Regions from separate parts of the Sus scrofa genome. Here region 2 is linked to region 1. Evidence: chromatin contacts called from public Hi-C data. All regions are on one chromosome and are shown on one strand. Each heading gives the region's core, a stretch centred on a gene start, on an enhancer-like site or on the middle of the called end of the contact. The rest is flanking DNA. Distances are from core to core; before and after follow the strand shown.

Region 1 (6,787 bases), core at 1,724-4,223:
AACCTTCCCAAGTTTCCACTAGAGGGGCTAAGACTGTATTGAATCTGGTCCCCAGGAAATCCTAGCCCCAGAACGAGGGCCAATGTGGTTTAGCAAACTCGCTAATACCCAAGCCTGGGCCCACCTGAGATGACCCAGCTGGCATTACCCCTCCTGCTCCATCCAGCGGGCCCGAAGGAATGCAGAGCATGACCCCTGAGGGCCACAGTGGGCATCACCAGATGTGACTGAGCTGTGGGAGAATACGGACCCGAGGCAGAGCAGAGAGACCACACTGGGAAATGCTCAGAGGCTCACACCTGGCCCTTGCTTGTGGCGGTCTGACTCCTCTCTCTCCTCACCTGCAGACGCCCCGAAACGGGATCAGTGGGCGCCCCGGGTGTTTGGTCTCACGTCCTCTCTGCTGATGGAGGTATGAACGAATCTCCATTTACTCACTTCAGGCAAGGAGCATTCCCCCCGTCCCCAGCACATCATTTTGGCTTACAAGACAGAAGAACACAGGGACTTCATAAAGCATGCCAACAGATGGGTCCTGCAGAGTTTAAGAGTCTGATCCACACGGAAGTGAAGCCAATTTGCGGGGTCCTTTGGGTTCCACGGAGGAGGGAGTCATCCTACCCCTGGTTTCTCATCACACCTTCAGGCACCTTTTTTTTTTCTTTGTCATTTAAAAGTTTACTCCCCAGGAGTTCCTGCTGCGGCGCAGTGGGTTAAGAATCCAACTGCAGCAACCTGAGTCCTCACCGGGGACCACCTCTGGGATTTGGCTGCGTTCAGCATTTCTGGTAGAGCCGCTGTGCTGCAAATGCCCTTTGCCTTTTTCTTTGGAATTTGCTTACACTCTGTGAACACCATTCCCACATGTGGGATCCCTGGCCCGGCGCCGTGGGTTAAAGGATCCAGCAGTGCCGCAGCTGTGGCTCGCATTCAATCCCTGGCCTGGGAACTTCCAAAGACACTGCAGGTACAGCCATAAAAACAAACCAATAGAAATTAAACATTAAAATTTCCTCGCCAGAGAAGCATCTTGACAAGACCATGGTGTTGGTAGATGACAGAGTGGATGATTCTAACCGTGGGTGGAGGGGATTGTGTTATACCCCCCGCAAGCGTCCCTACTTCCCCTCAAGGCACCTACAGTCAGAATGGAGCCCTGGCCTTTGTGAGTGATCCTGTCCGTGAGATGCTTCGTCCAGTGACGGGGCTGAGCCCCATCAGATACAAGGGGCATCTCAGAGGAGGATGAACTATGAGAAAGGGGAAAAGTGCCAATATCGACAAAAAAGTATAATATTCTTAAGAACTGCCCTGGTTTCTCAATCCCAGGCAGCTGTTGAGAATCTGGGGGGTTTTGTTACTTTATTTGCTTATGAGTTTGCTTTTGTGAAGGAGAATCCCACCCCCCACCCCCGTTATCTCTTTAAGCATCTGTTTCACTCATCTCCAAAGTTTTGAGAAAACACTAACTTCGAGGGGGAGGAATGGTTCTAAGGCCCTCCTGACAGTCCTCCAGCTTCCTTCTCACCCCCACCGTAAGGTGACCCCAACTGAGCCCGAAGCAAAAGGCAGCTTGTCTTTCTCTTAGCAGTTCCTCACTTACCCTATCAGCTTATTACCAGAGATAAAAAAAAATAATAATTCATTCAAAGATGTGATCTGGCCTTTTCTCTTCCCTGTACCTGATTTTGAGTTAGGGGACTCCAGACACTGAAGTGTCTTCAAGCAGCCTTAAGAGCCAGAAGAAGGAGGTGTTAAGACAACAGGCCTGAATCGTCCATCAATTGGACAAGCAGCTCCAGAATTGCGGAGAGGTGCCTGCAGGGCAAATTCCCACCATGGCTGCCCCTCCAGTTCCACTGAGTTACACGTTCTCATTGCCTTCTTATGCTACAGAGGCCCTGACAGCCTCCTCTGGGAGGGCAGACAGCATCTGAGATGTGGGGAGGGCATGGCACCGTTTCTTTCTTTTTGCTTTTTAGGGCCGCACCTGCGGCACATGGAGGTTCCCAGGCTAGGGGTCCGTCCAATCAGAGCTACAGCTTCCGGCCTACACCACAGCCACGGTAACCCCAGATCTGAGCTGTGACTGCAAGCTACACCGCAGCTCACAGCTACTCAAGATCCCTAACCCACTGAGCGAGGCCAGGGATCAAACCCACAACCTCTTGGTTCCTAGTTGGATTTGTTTCCGCTGCGCCACAACAGGAACTCCGCAGTGAGTTTCTTGATTAAAGAAAACAAAGACCCATTCCAAGCTTCAGGGACAGTGGCACTGCCGCCATCCTGCCTGGCACACTGGAGCCACTGGCCCCCTGAAGAGCCTCTGAGACCTGCTCTGAGGTCGAGATGCCAGCCAAGGGTGGCAGTCCTTGAGCTCACAAGTGCGTAGAATTTGGGGAAAAGTCAGGGAGGTGCCATAGGGATGGGTACTGGCATTCCTGCCCTAGCGAGGGGTAATATCAACTAGTCTCTATTCCCCAAATGGATGAGATGGGAAAGCACATGCGACAAACAGTGGAAAAGGCTCCCGCTCCTTGGTGACAATGCATGAAGCTGACGTAGGGCGCCAGGGCTCTGAATTTAGTTAGCCATAGGCTTTTGTTTCATACAGGTAACCAGAGAAGAGGATGAAGACAACCAAAATGAGGCTAGGGGACCAAGTAGGTGGCAAGAAATAGGCAAGAGGCAGGGTAATTAGCAAAGCTGAATGACTAGATTGATGAGATTGACAGGTTCTCAATGCAGAGTTGTGTCAAAGGGCCTGAGGCCAAGCAGTGCTGAAAATCCCTTTTTTTGTTTTTTACCAATGATTACTTTTTCCAAACTCGGAAAGCTCTCCCCCAAGGCACCCACCCCCGCATTTTATTCCATCCCTCAACCAAACAGTTTAATTTGCCAGAGGCACAGGCACATCTTTCACAATTTCCCTCTAGGTTTGCGAAAAGTGGAAAAAGTTATGCCGGTACCAAAGTCTTAGCAACACTCTGCCAAAGGCCAACACTGTGAGGCTGCGAATGTTCTGAAGGTTTGTCTAAAGTAGGACGTTGCTATGGGTTAGATTCCTAAACCTAGGAACTTGGCTTCCTTAAAACTCTGCCTCCTTCCTCTTCTTTACAGGTTGATTTTCAGTGGAGCACTGGGGAGACTGAAAAATGAGCATCTAAAAGAACTCCATCAAAGCAAATTTTCAGTTCCCACTGCTCTGTGGTTCCTAAAATAAGCCCTGGCTATCTTATGGTACAGGTGTGGTACCTGCAGAGAGAAGTCAGTCTGGGTTTGAGTCGATTTTATAATGAGAAGATTTCTGTTTTTTTAAGAGAATGAAAATTTCCAGGGCAGGAGTTCCTGCTGTGGCACAGTGGAAACGAATCGGCTAGGAACCATGAGGTGGTGGGTTCGATCCCTGGCCTCACTCAGTGGTTTAAGGATCTGGCATTGCCAAGAGCTGTGGTGTAGGTCACAGACGTGGCTCGGATCCTGCGTTGCTGTGGCTGTGGTGTAGGCCGACAGCCATAGCTCCGATTGGACCCCTAGCCTGGGAACCTCCATATGCCACAGGTGTGGCCCTAAAAAGTGGAAAAAAAAAAAGAAAGAAAAATTTCCAGGACAAGCAACAATGGCACTGTGAAATAATTTTTAAAGTGGGAACTACGATGTAGCAATTTTCTCAGGAGTGAGAGATAAGTGACTTTGCTGTACCAGGCCTCCATCTGTTTCCTGCACACCCTTGCTCTGGCCACACACCAGCCTTCCGGATGACACACACCCTGAAGAAGGGCTACTTATGTCTAATATCAGGCATCCTCACATGTTGTGTGTGCAGGTGTGTGTGTGATTATGCACGTGTGAACTCTTGATAGAATAAGCTCAGTGGTGAATTGAAGCTCAATGCTTAAGTCTGAATTTCTTATAATCCATTGAAAGGAGATTTGAACATAAAGCCAGACACAGCATCGTCTATATCGATGAGCCACTGTGCCATCTAGATCCACACAGAAAGCTGTGCTTTGATGGGATACTGCTCTTTTAACATCACATTGGGGGCAAACATGGGTTCCCCTGACAAAACCAAAACACCCAGAGATGAAGGAAGGCAAGTCCCTAGCGGCTCATGCAATGGGAAGTCTGACCGTGAATAAGCACCCAGTGGCTTGTCCAGACACCAACTGCAACACCACCCACCTCCGAGACCCTAATTCCATCACAAAACCTGGCACCATGCACACCTAGGAGAAGCCATGCATGAGAATGGAATGTGGATTTGAAGGAACAAAAACGAAGTTTTGGGAAATGAAACACTACCCGTCTGAATGCCAAGTGATTTTTAAATCCTTGCCACATGCCCTGAATAAACCTCGTGCCTTTTCCTGGCTGCCAGAGGAGGTACGCTTGAGCCGTGGCAAAGCAGCGGCGGCGGCTGTGCTGGGGGGGGGGGGGGGGGGGAAGGCGGGGTAGACCAGCTGTTCAGCTGTCTGCCCAAAGGTGCCCCGGGAGAGGAGGCGCTTACCCGAATCATCATCTCTCTCTCTATGATGCTGTCCTCCAGGGAGAACATCTCCGACACGGGCCTCTCCTTCACGGGCTCCTTCTTGGCCCGCTCCTTCACGCTCGTCAGGTCAGGCTCTGAGAGGGATGGGCCGAGTGAGGCCCCGTTGACGGCCAGCTGGTCGGCCCGGGAGACACTGATGGCCGTGGCTGGCCCGTGCCTCAGGACCCTGGCTCTGGCGATGGCAGGAGGAAGGCACCCCTGGTCTTGCCGGAGCGCCCCGTTGCTCACGCTTTTCCTGGGCCCGGGGTACTCGGGTGGGGGCTTGTTTGGAATCCGGGCTAAGGCGGCCTGGAGCTGGGCGCTGTACTCCATCTTCTCCCGGAGCCCGGGGATCTGGGGCACCGATTCCGGAGCCTCCTCCTCCTCCTCCTCGCTCTCGCTGCTGTGGATCAGCATCGTGGCATCTGAGAAAGTCTTCTTGTGGTGATACGGGGGCAGCTGGGGGACCTCGTGGCTCGCGGGGACCTCCGCGGGCGGCCCTGGCTCGCGGAGCGTGTTGCGCCGGGCCATGGGGATGTTGAGCGACTTCAAGGTCATGGCCTCCATGCCCCGCACCATGCTGCTCATCACCTCCAGGCTGTGGCGCTTGTGCACCGTGCCGTGGTGCTTGGAGGCCGTGAGGGGCTCGCTCACCTCCTGGAGAGACTGGTGCACCACCGGGGAGCTGTCTTCCTGGAAGGTCTTCACCGACAGCTGCACTTTGCGAGTCACCAGGTCGGGGCTGCTGCCACTGACGTACTTATGGCGGTGGCTGGCGAGGTCTGGGGTGCTGGTGGCAGGGCGGGGCCGTGGATAGGGGGGTGGCGGCCGGAAGAGATAGTTTTTGAGCATATGGGCCGTGCTGTAGTTCTGGGGGCCCTGCAGCTGCATGTTGGCCAACTCGGGGGTGCTCACCGTGTGTGAGATGGCACTTGCCCCCGGCTTGCTTGGCACCGTGGTGCTCTTTGGGCTGATCTGGTCCGAGGGACTGACCAGTTTGTTCCCATAGCCCCCTGGGGGCCCGTAAGGGACAGTGTAGGGGTGCCTCTCCCGCATCTCGGGCTGGCTGTACACCAGATCCTCCGGCTGGTTGTAGGCATGGGTGTTGATGATGTTGAGGTTTCGCAGGGACTGGCTCTGGCTGTCCGTGTGCACCATGCCCCTCTTCATCTGCCGCATGACTGTCTCATAGTCGGGGGTCGGCCGGTAGGACGGCACGATGATGGCGCTGTGCCGGTGGCTCGGGATGTAGTCGGCCCGCATGATGTCACTCCCAGGGATGCTGAGGCTGGAGGACACAGGAGAAGCCTGGATGAAGCTCTGGGAGCAGCTGAGGGAGTTGACGCTGTGGACGCTACACACACTGCCATTGGTGACAGTGCCATTCAGATAATTTAAGTCCAGGCTGTTGTGCGAGTTGCAATACAGGGCTTCTTCATTCCCATGGAAGATGCTGTCTGCAAGAAGTCAGACAAAGGCATATGAACCGCCATGCCATCCTGCTTCAATCAAGTTCATCTTCACCGTCATGGGGTTAATTTTTAATTAATGAAAGTCATAGAAAGTAAAACCTATATGCATGACTGGGCCACTTTGCTGTACAGCAGAAACTGACACACTACTGTCAATTAACTGTACTTTAATAAAAAAAAACAACTTTTTTTTTTTTTTTTGGTCTCTTAGGGCCTCATTCTCAGCATATGGAAGTTCCCACGCTAGGAGTGGAATCGGGGCTACAGCTGCTGGCCTATGCCACAGCCACAGCAACACGGGATCTGAGCCCTATCTGTGATTTACACCACAGCTCCCGGCAATGCCAGACCCTTAACCCACTGAGCAGGGCCAGGGATCAAACCAAGTCCTCATGGATCCTAGTCGGGTTCGTTACCACTAAGCCAAGACGGGAACTCCAAAAAACTTTTTAAATAAATAGAGATATCAAGTGAAAAACATAAACCCGCTGAGCAGTAAAATGAAAAAAAAAAAAAGTGAATCTCAGGTCTCCACCCACAGGTTCAAGGAAAAACTGGTCATTTCTTGGGCAAGATGCCAACATACAGAAGGTACACTTTAAAGAACACTAAAAAGAGAGAGTGAATCTAGACAAAGAAAACGCTATGCACTGTGGAAACATTTCACCTGCGTCAAGTTCTCCATTTGACCGTAAGCTTTTAAATCCGACACCAGCCACAGACCTCACACTGGAAAACCTGTCCTCTTATTCAGACCTCAGCGATAGGACTGGATATTCGGCCC
Region 2 (6,787 bases), core at 2,980-5,479, 130 kb before region 1:
CAGGTCTGATCCCTGGCCTGGGAACTTCTGCGGGTGCAGCCTCCCCCCCCCCCATTTTTTTTAATCTTTTTTAAAGATGAAGAAACTGAATCCCAGTGCGATGGAGCAGCTTGGCCAGTTAGTCACTGCCAGAGCCAGAATGTGAACAATAATAACAGATGCCCATTATAGCAGCGAGCTTCTCTGTGACCAAAACTATTTTCATAATACCATCACTTTGTTTTTCTCTTTCATGAATATACAATCTAGTTTTCCCGAAGCCGTGCATTGACAGCAGCCCTCTGACAGCTACTAGAATGTGGGCTGGTGTATTCTGGAATGCTAAAAAAAAAAATGGATCACTTTTCATTTCTAACTTTCATTCATGGGAATAACCCACATAAACAAAATTTCTTTGGAGTCCTCAACAATTTTCAAGTGCGAAGCAGTTCTGAGACCACAGAGTTTGAGAAACAGCACTGTGTTGGACCATCTTCCACAGATTGAAGATACTCCAACTTCATATTTCAAAGTAGCCCAGTGAAAAAAAAACAGTGACCCTGCTAAGGAAACCTCGTCAATAAGGTATTACCAAAGTAAGCAAACAAAAACACAGGGTTTGTGTTGTATTTTACGGGGTGGGAGTTTTCATTTCACGGTTGACAAGAAACGGTGGGTTGCTTCTCAGATGTAGTTTCATAATAGATTTTCACTGAATCCTGGGGACGCCAAATGAGCTGCTCTGGGAGCAAGGCCACCCAGACCTTCTCCTCTATCTCTTCTAGTAAATTTCCCTCCTCCGTGGGCTGTGAGTGGAAAGATGAAAAGCCTGGTGGAGGGTCTATAGTCAGACTGCCTGCTTTCAAATTCTGGTTTACCAGCTATAAACCCAGAGGCAAGTTATACTTACCTTGTCTGAACCCATTTTCTCATCTACAGCAGATAACAACACATATTATAACTATACTGATTATCTTAGGAGATTATTGGGAAGATTAAGTGAAATCATGCTACTCAAAAGTGAATGAAAGGAGTTCCCGTTATGGCACAGTGGTTGACGAATCCAATTAGGAACCATGAGGTTGCAGGTTTGATCCCTGGCCTTGCTCAGCAGGTTAAGGATCCAGCGTTGCCGTGAGCTGTGGTGTAGTTTGCAGATGCGGCTTGGATCCCACATTGCTGTGGCCCTGGTGTAGGCTGGTGCCTACAGCTCCAATTAGACCCCTAGCCTGGGAACCTCCATATGCCACGGGAGTGGCCCTAGAAATGGCAAAAGACAAAAAAAAAAAAAAAAAAAAAAAGTGAATGAAGTAAAAAACATTTAAAATGGTTAACACACGGAAAATATTTTAGTTATCATTACTGTTATTTTTGAGTCTGTTGGTAGCTACACAGATCCCTCCATGGGGTCTTTTTTTTTTTCCCTAAACTCCGTTAGGCTTTAGTGAACAGTTGGTTCTTTCTCCTGCAAGGAATTAATTCTTCCTCTTCTATTACATTTTTAGCATTAAAGTGACTTAATCAGGAGAAGTTTCAAGAGGCAGCTCAGCTGGTTGCTTCTCTCTTTTGAAGGGCCCTTGGTCCAAGATGGTGATTGTGGGGAAGATATAAATCCAGGGCCTCAAACTTCGACCATATCTGCTAAGAACTATGGGGACGATTTAGAGTAGTTATCATCCTTCTCAGCCCTGTTTCCCCTATGAAAAGAGAAGGGTTTCTCTACAAAGTCTATAAACATCTTTATCACCATGTCATTCTATGATCATATACTTTCAGATATAAGCATTATTTTCCCCTGAAAAATCAACAGAATAGCCAATTGTTCTTGGCATGATATCATATTTAAATGTCATTTAAATATATTCCTATTTATACTATATATCGTATTTAAAATACATTTAAATATAATTGAGTAAATTGTGCAAACAAGAATTACAAATTTTACAAAATATCAACCTATGAGTATTATTCTTCACATTTGCCGGATAAAACGCAGATTTTAATATGTGCATGGTGTTTTAATCCATTTCCTTGAGAATTTCTGATTTGTCATAGGAACACAATCTAATCCTAGACTGATTTCCCTGAGGGATTAGTCAATATTTATTTTAATGCCTTTTAAATCTTTGGGTTCATAAAATCTTACATCTCTCAATTTGAATCAAATCTTGATTTCCTGGAAATCCTGGTTAATGTCAACAATCCCTAGAGTCCTTAAAGAGTAGCTGATAATTTGTGGAAATATTTGAAACAGATTAATTTTTAGTGATCATGCCCTTCCCACATGGAGAACAATATATTTTTAGCTTTGTTTATTCACACATTTTAATGAGGAAAACAAAAACACACTTTTCTGCAAGGCAGTCATCAAATATTTATTGAGTGCTTTCTGTTTTACGATGCTACAATATTAGTAGGCTAATTAATTCAATTCAGCTAATCTCGTGAATCTAAATGGTACAAATCTTTCATTTCTTTTTTTTTTTTTCCTCCAGACCATTGTTATTTACAAAGATTGCATCTGGACTCATTCATTCATAAATGTTTTTCGGTGCCTTTCTATTCCCGTTTTCTATCAAGCTGTCTTGTATTTAGTGTATCACTTCCTCCCTCCCATGTCTAACGGGATGCTGATGAGCTGCATGTTGGGAGAGGAATCACCATCATTGACTTATGCTGCCATTTTGGATGGGAGGGTACCACTGCTAAAGAACCGAACTCCGTCTAGAACAATTAAAGGGAGGCTCTGGTGGCGTTAGGCAGACCTGATGGGGTCATAAACATTTACCATCATCAGCGTCATCATCATCAACATTATTCAATCAAGTATAATGACCTGGGAACTCCCTGAGTGCACTGTTCTAAGACAGGTCTGTTTTGTTCATTTGCGTTCCTCTCCTCAGGGAGGAGGTGCGGGCAGAAGGTCATGGAACGAAGACAGACCCATAGTCAGACCTCTTCTCCAAGGTTTTTAGAATTATCCTCAAAAACTCCTCCTCTGAGAATTGGTAAAGCCTAGAAGATGAGGGGAAAGTGAGAAAATATAAAGTTGTGGGGGGGGGAAGCATTTGGAAATCAGAATGCCAATCATGTGATCAAGAACATTCTAAGAGAAGACATTGAGAGGGAGAAAGCCAAGGGAATAGGAAAGAAAGGTACAGTCGGGAACCTGTGCAGGAAGGGGGCCGATGGAGGCATCAATCCCAAGAGATCAGCTTGCAGGCTTCTTCCGGGGTCTTAACGCCGGTGTTGACTGGCTTGTTCAAAATGAGACGTCCGTGGGGTAATTGTCACACCATACCCTCAGAAGTCTTACTTTAGATCTGTAACACTCTCTTATATAGATTTTCAAATAATTTTAAATAGAAACTGAGTCTAAAATTGTACAAGAAAATGTTTGGGGATTTTGACTTGCTGCTTGTAAATGAGAAAAGCCCTCATTTAGTTAGGAATTGCCTCCGTGGCCAACAGGGCCGATCAGGCAATGACTATCAGTCTAGGTCGGATGGCTCCGCAGGGCAGGACAGACTAACCACCAAAGCAAACCTTCCCCAGGTAACATGAGTCTAAGTTCTTATTTACCCCACAAATGTGTAGGATCCCTTTGACCTTGAGAAAGGGCTAGGCCCCCCTACCATCACCCTACAAACCAAGTTAATGGTCGTTCTCCAATGCATAGCAGCTTCCATGCCAAGGACCAGCCTAAAAGCAGCATCAACAAGATGCAGTGGTTCTTGGCAGATGGTAAACTGTTCTTGGCCCTACCTTTCAACTGGAAATAGGTGTCAGAGCCTTCTTGTTTCATGCCCTAAAACACCTGATCATAAAATAGGGGGTGCGCCAGAATTTCCCAGGCTGCTTATTGAAACTGAAGATTGCTAAGAACTCCCTGCCTTTCCCTCAACCTACCCCACCCCACACACCCCCAGCTATTGATTCCTCAGGTCTGGAATGTCTCTCGGACTCTGCCCTTTCATCCACCCGTCCAGATGATTTTGACGCCAAAGGCCTAAACACTTGAAGAAGTGTTGCAGACATGGCCCCAGCATGTTTTTTTAATGTCATGCTATGTCTTAATGGGTGCCACATTTTAGAGTTTCCAGATCTGTACGACGTAACCTAGGAAATCAAAATCTCTTTATCACAGACACGAAAGCCTCATGTCAATTTCCAGGAGTGTGTGTGTGTAAAGAGATGAGCGCAGTGAGCTCTTCAGAGTCCCTTCACCTTGGTTCCGTGTGACTTTGCATTTGGACTGCTCTCTCTCTGCCCCTGGTGTTGTGGGAGGAGCAACGCGCTTCCCAAATTGACAGCTCCGCAGGAGGGAAATGAAAGCACCCTCACCAGCCACGTTAGTAATTCAAAGTAGTGTCAAAGGGGAAGAATTGGGACTGGTTCTACTTCCTGACGGTAAATAAGCTAATTTACATTAGAAAGGATGATTTTTCCAAGGACAGCCCGAAAACAATGTATATCTATAAAAACATTCACTCAGAGGCCACTGAGGATGTCAGCCCGTCGGGCGGGCGTTTCTCTGCTTCCCTGCTGTGGAGGCTGCGTGTGTCCAGGCTCTGGGTGGCCAGGGCTGAGCACCCACCCGAGGGAAGCTGGTGTTTCGGCCTTGAGGAGAGGGAACAGGGGGAACCTGTCCACTGCTGCCCGCCCAAAGGCTGGAAAAGCGCCTGGCACGATAAGAGGTTCTCAGTCAATATTTGTGGAATGAATGAACTCTGATCCCTTTGGCTGTTAATGTTTTATTCTAAAAGAATTTAAATGTTTACCAACTTTGCACATGCACACACACACAGGAAATTTGAAACTTTTAATACCATCCTAAGACTCTCCCATCTTGTTAGTGCAGAGGTAGATATTTTCATAGGGTTGTAATTGAGTGTGTGTGTGTTTCATGCACCTGAGTTTGTTCTCCACCACGAATGTCCTTCGTGGCTCCAGGAGGCCTTTCGTTTCCCGCATCCATCCCGCAGCTGCCTCTTCCGCCCCCAGGACGGGATGCTGCTCTCCTCCAGGTCTCCGAGAGGCTCACATCCACCTGCCCACAGCCCGAGGCTTTCAGAATACTTCTCCACAAAACCCTATCTCCAGACAAGAGAGGAATGGGCTTGTTGCTGTTGCCTTACGGTGGCCTGGGGATTTTCCTTGGGTGCATCTAGCCAAGGTGATTTTATAACCCTTTCCTCCTCCTTTGTAGCTGTGTGAGTTTTAAGAAAGACTGATCCCCACCCCCAGTTCACTTCCAACCCCCAAACATACACACACACACACACAATTTTCCAAGATAAGGTCTAATTAATTGCCTCTGGGAATATCCCCCCAAATCTTCATTTTTCCTTCAGAAACATTCTCACCCAACTTTGCCATCGGTGATATAAAAACTGTTTCCTATCTTCTTGGCTGCAGCTTCTTTCTAGTCTTTGTTTTTTATTTCATGTGGTCTTAACTCCAAAGTGGTCCACACTATAGTCACTTAAAAATAAAGGAAAAACTGTCCTTTCCCATCTCTGATTTGTATATTTTAAAAAATCTTCAGGAATAGTTATTTCCACCCCCACAAGACTTTATCAGGTCTTGTCTGGAATCTTTCCCTGTAGCTGTCCACCAGCGGAAGGCCCAGCAGCGTCCCTGTGGTGAAAACAACCTAGTGTGACTCCAAATTTGCCTATTTCCAAAGGACAGAAGTCACCAGCTAATTATCAGTCATGGCAAGAAAGCAGCAGAGTAAACGTGGCTCACTCAGGGAAGATGAACAACCATAAATTCCCAAATTGCAATTAGCCAGATGACAGACAATACAAAAATCCCAGAATGACCAAAAGGGTCAACAAGCTACCTTTTACTGCTTCTTGCTCTCTGTGCCTTTACCCCTCTGCTTCTCTCCTCTCTGACCCGTCAGGGTAGGTCTCAGCCGACAAACATGATGAGAATGGGGGGAATTACGGTGCAAAACCACGCAAGAAAATGAGATGAAGCCATTGACAACAAAATACACAAATGCAAGTGATTACAATGGTCACAATCCTTTGGAAAATATAGAAAGCGGTACTGGAAAATCAAATATGATTGGTTTTTTTGCCTCCATGCTCCTTTCAAGGATGTATTATCTATCTGCCCTTCAAATAGGTAAAATCTTGAAAACTCTGTGTCCTTACTTAACCATCGGTTGGAGAGTTAATGACAAATAAACACTTCAAAGTGTTAAAGCAGCTTTCCAGTTTAGAGAATCATGAAGATGGAAGGCCCTTCGGAGCTCGTCTACTTCACTGGTTTTCACACTTGCTTTTGCTGGACCCACACCTGGAGATTCTGATGATGCTGATGGGGCAGGAGGCTGGGAATGTGTTCCTATAACGAGCCCCAGCGTTGCTCCGATATCCAGCCAAGGTGGACCTGTCCAGCCTAAACATCTAATTTTTTTTTTTACATGAGAAACTAAATGCGTTGTTAATGAGACATTTAAAATGTCTTTTGAACCTAAGTCAATATTTTCATTCTTCAACAAACATTTATCACGCACCCACCACCTGCTCTGCTCTGTAGTAGGCAATGATAGGCTGACGACAGACAAGATAGGAACTTAGTTCTCCATCCTCCTGCCTAGTCAAAGAAAATAATCATGCTCTAGTTATTAAACAAGTTAACACATTTTAAAAGCATTTGCCAATAACGAATGTTAAGGAGAGGTAATGTGTGGTTATGGCATCTCTGCATCTGGACCCCGGACATCTATGTAAAGCAAATACCTCCGCATGGCTTTTTGTTTTCAGGAAATTCCGGTAACAGTTTCAACATG

The links. A called contact is a pair of places that touch in the nucleus more often than the background predicts.
Region 2: a Hi-C map of liver shows a contact between it and region 1, with 3 times the contacts expected there. The contact joins two enhancer-like sites. A contact is called at or near these places in 3 of 47 Hi-C or Micro-C datasets (heart right ventricle and liver).

What each region holds. Positions count from the first base shown.
Region 1 is chr9:129,214,752-129,221,538 of Sscrofa11.1, reverse strand. It overlaps PTPN14 (tyrosine-protein phosphatase non-receptor type 14), which reads right to left. Exons shown (of 21, transcript XM_003130398.6): 15 at 4,511-5,988. Among named protein-coding and RNA genes, the nearest start is that of SMYD2, 98 kb to the left of the region's middle. Within about 2 kb of position 2,973, at least 3 of the 83 cell types and tissues checked have an H3K27ac peak or open chromatin away from gene starts, as enhancers often do. A contact at or near this core is called in liver, where this site is marked.
Region 2 is chr9:129,349,428-129,356,214 of Sscrofa11.1, reverse strand. No RefSeq gene overlaps it. Among named protein-coding and RNA genes, the nearest start is that of SMYD2, 37 kb to the right of the region's middle. Within about 2 kb of position 4,229, at least 5 of the 83 cell types and tissues checked have an H3K27ac peak or open chromatin away from gene starts, as enhancers often do. A contact at or near this core is called in liver, where this site is marked.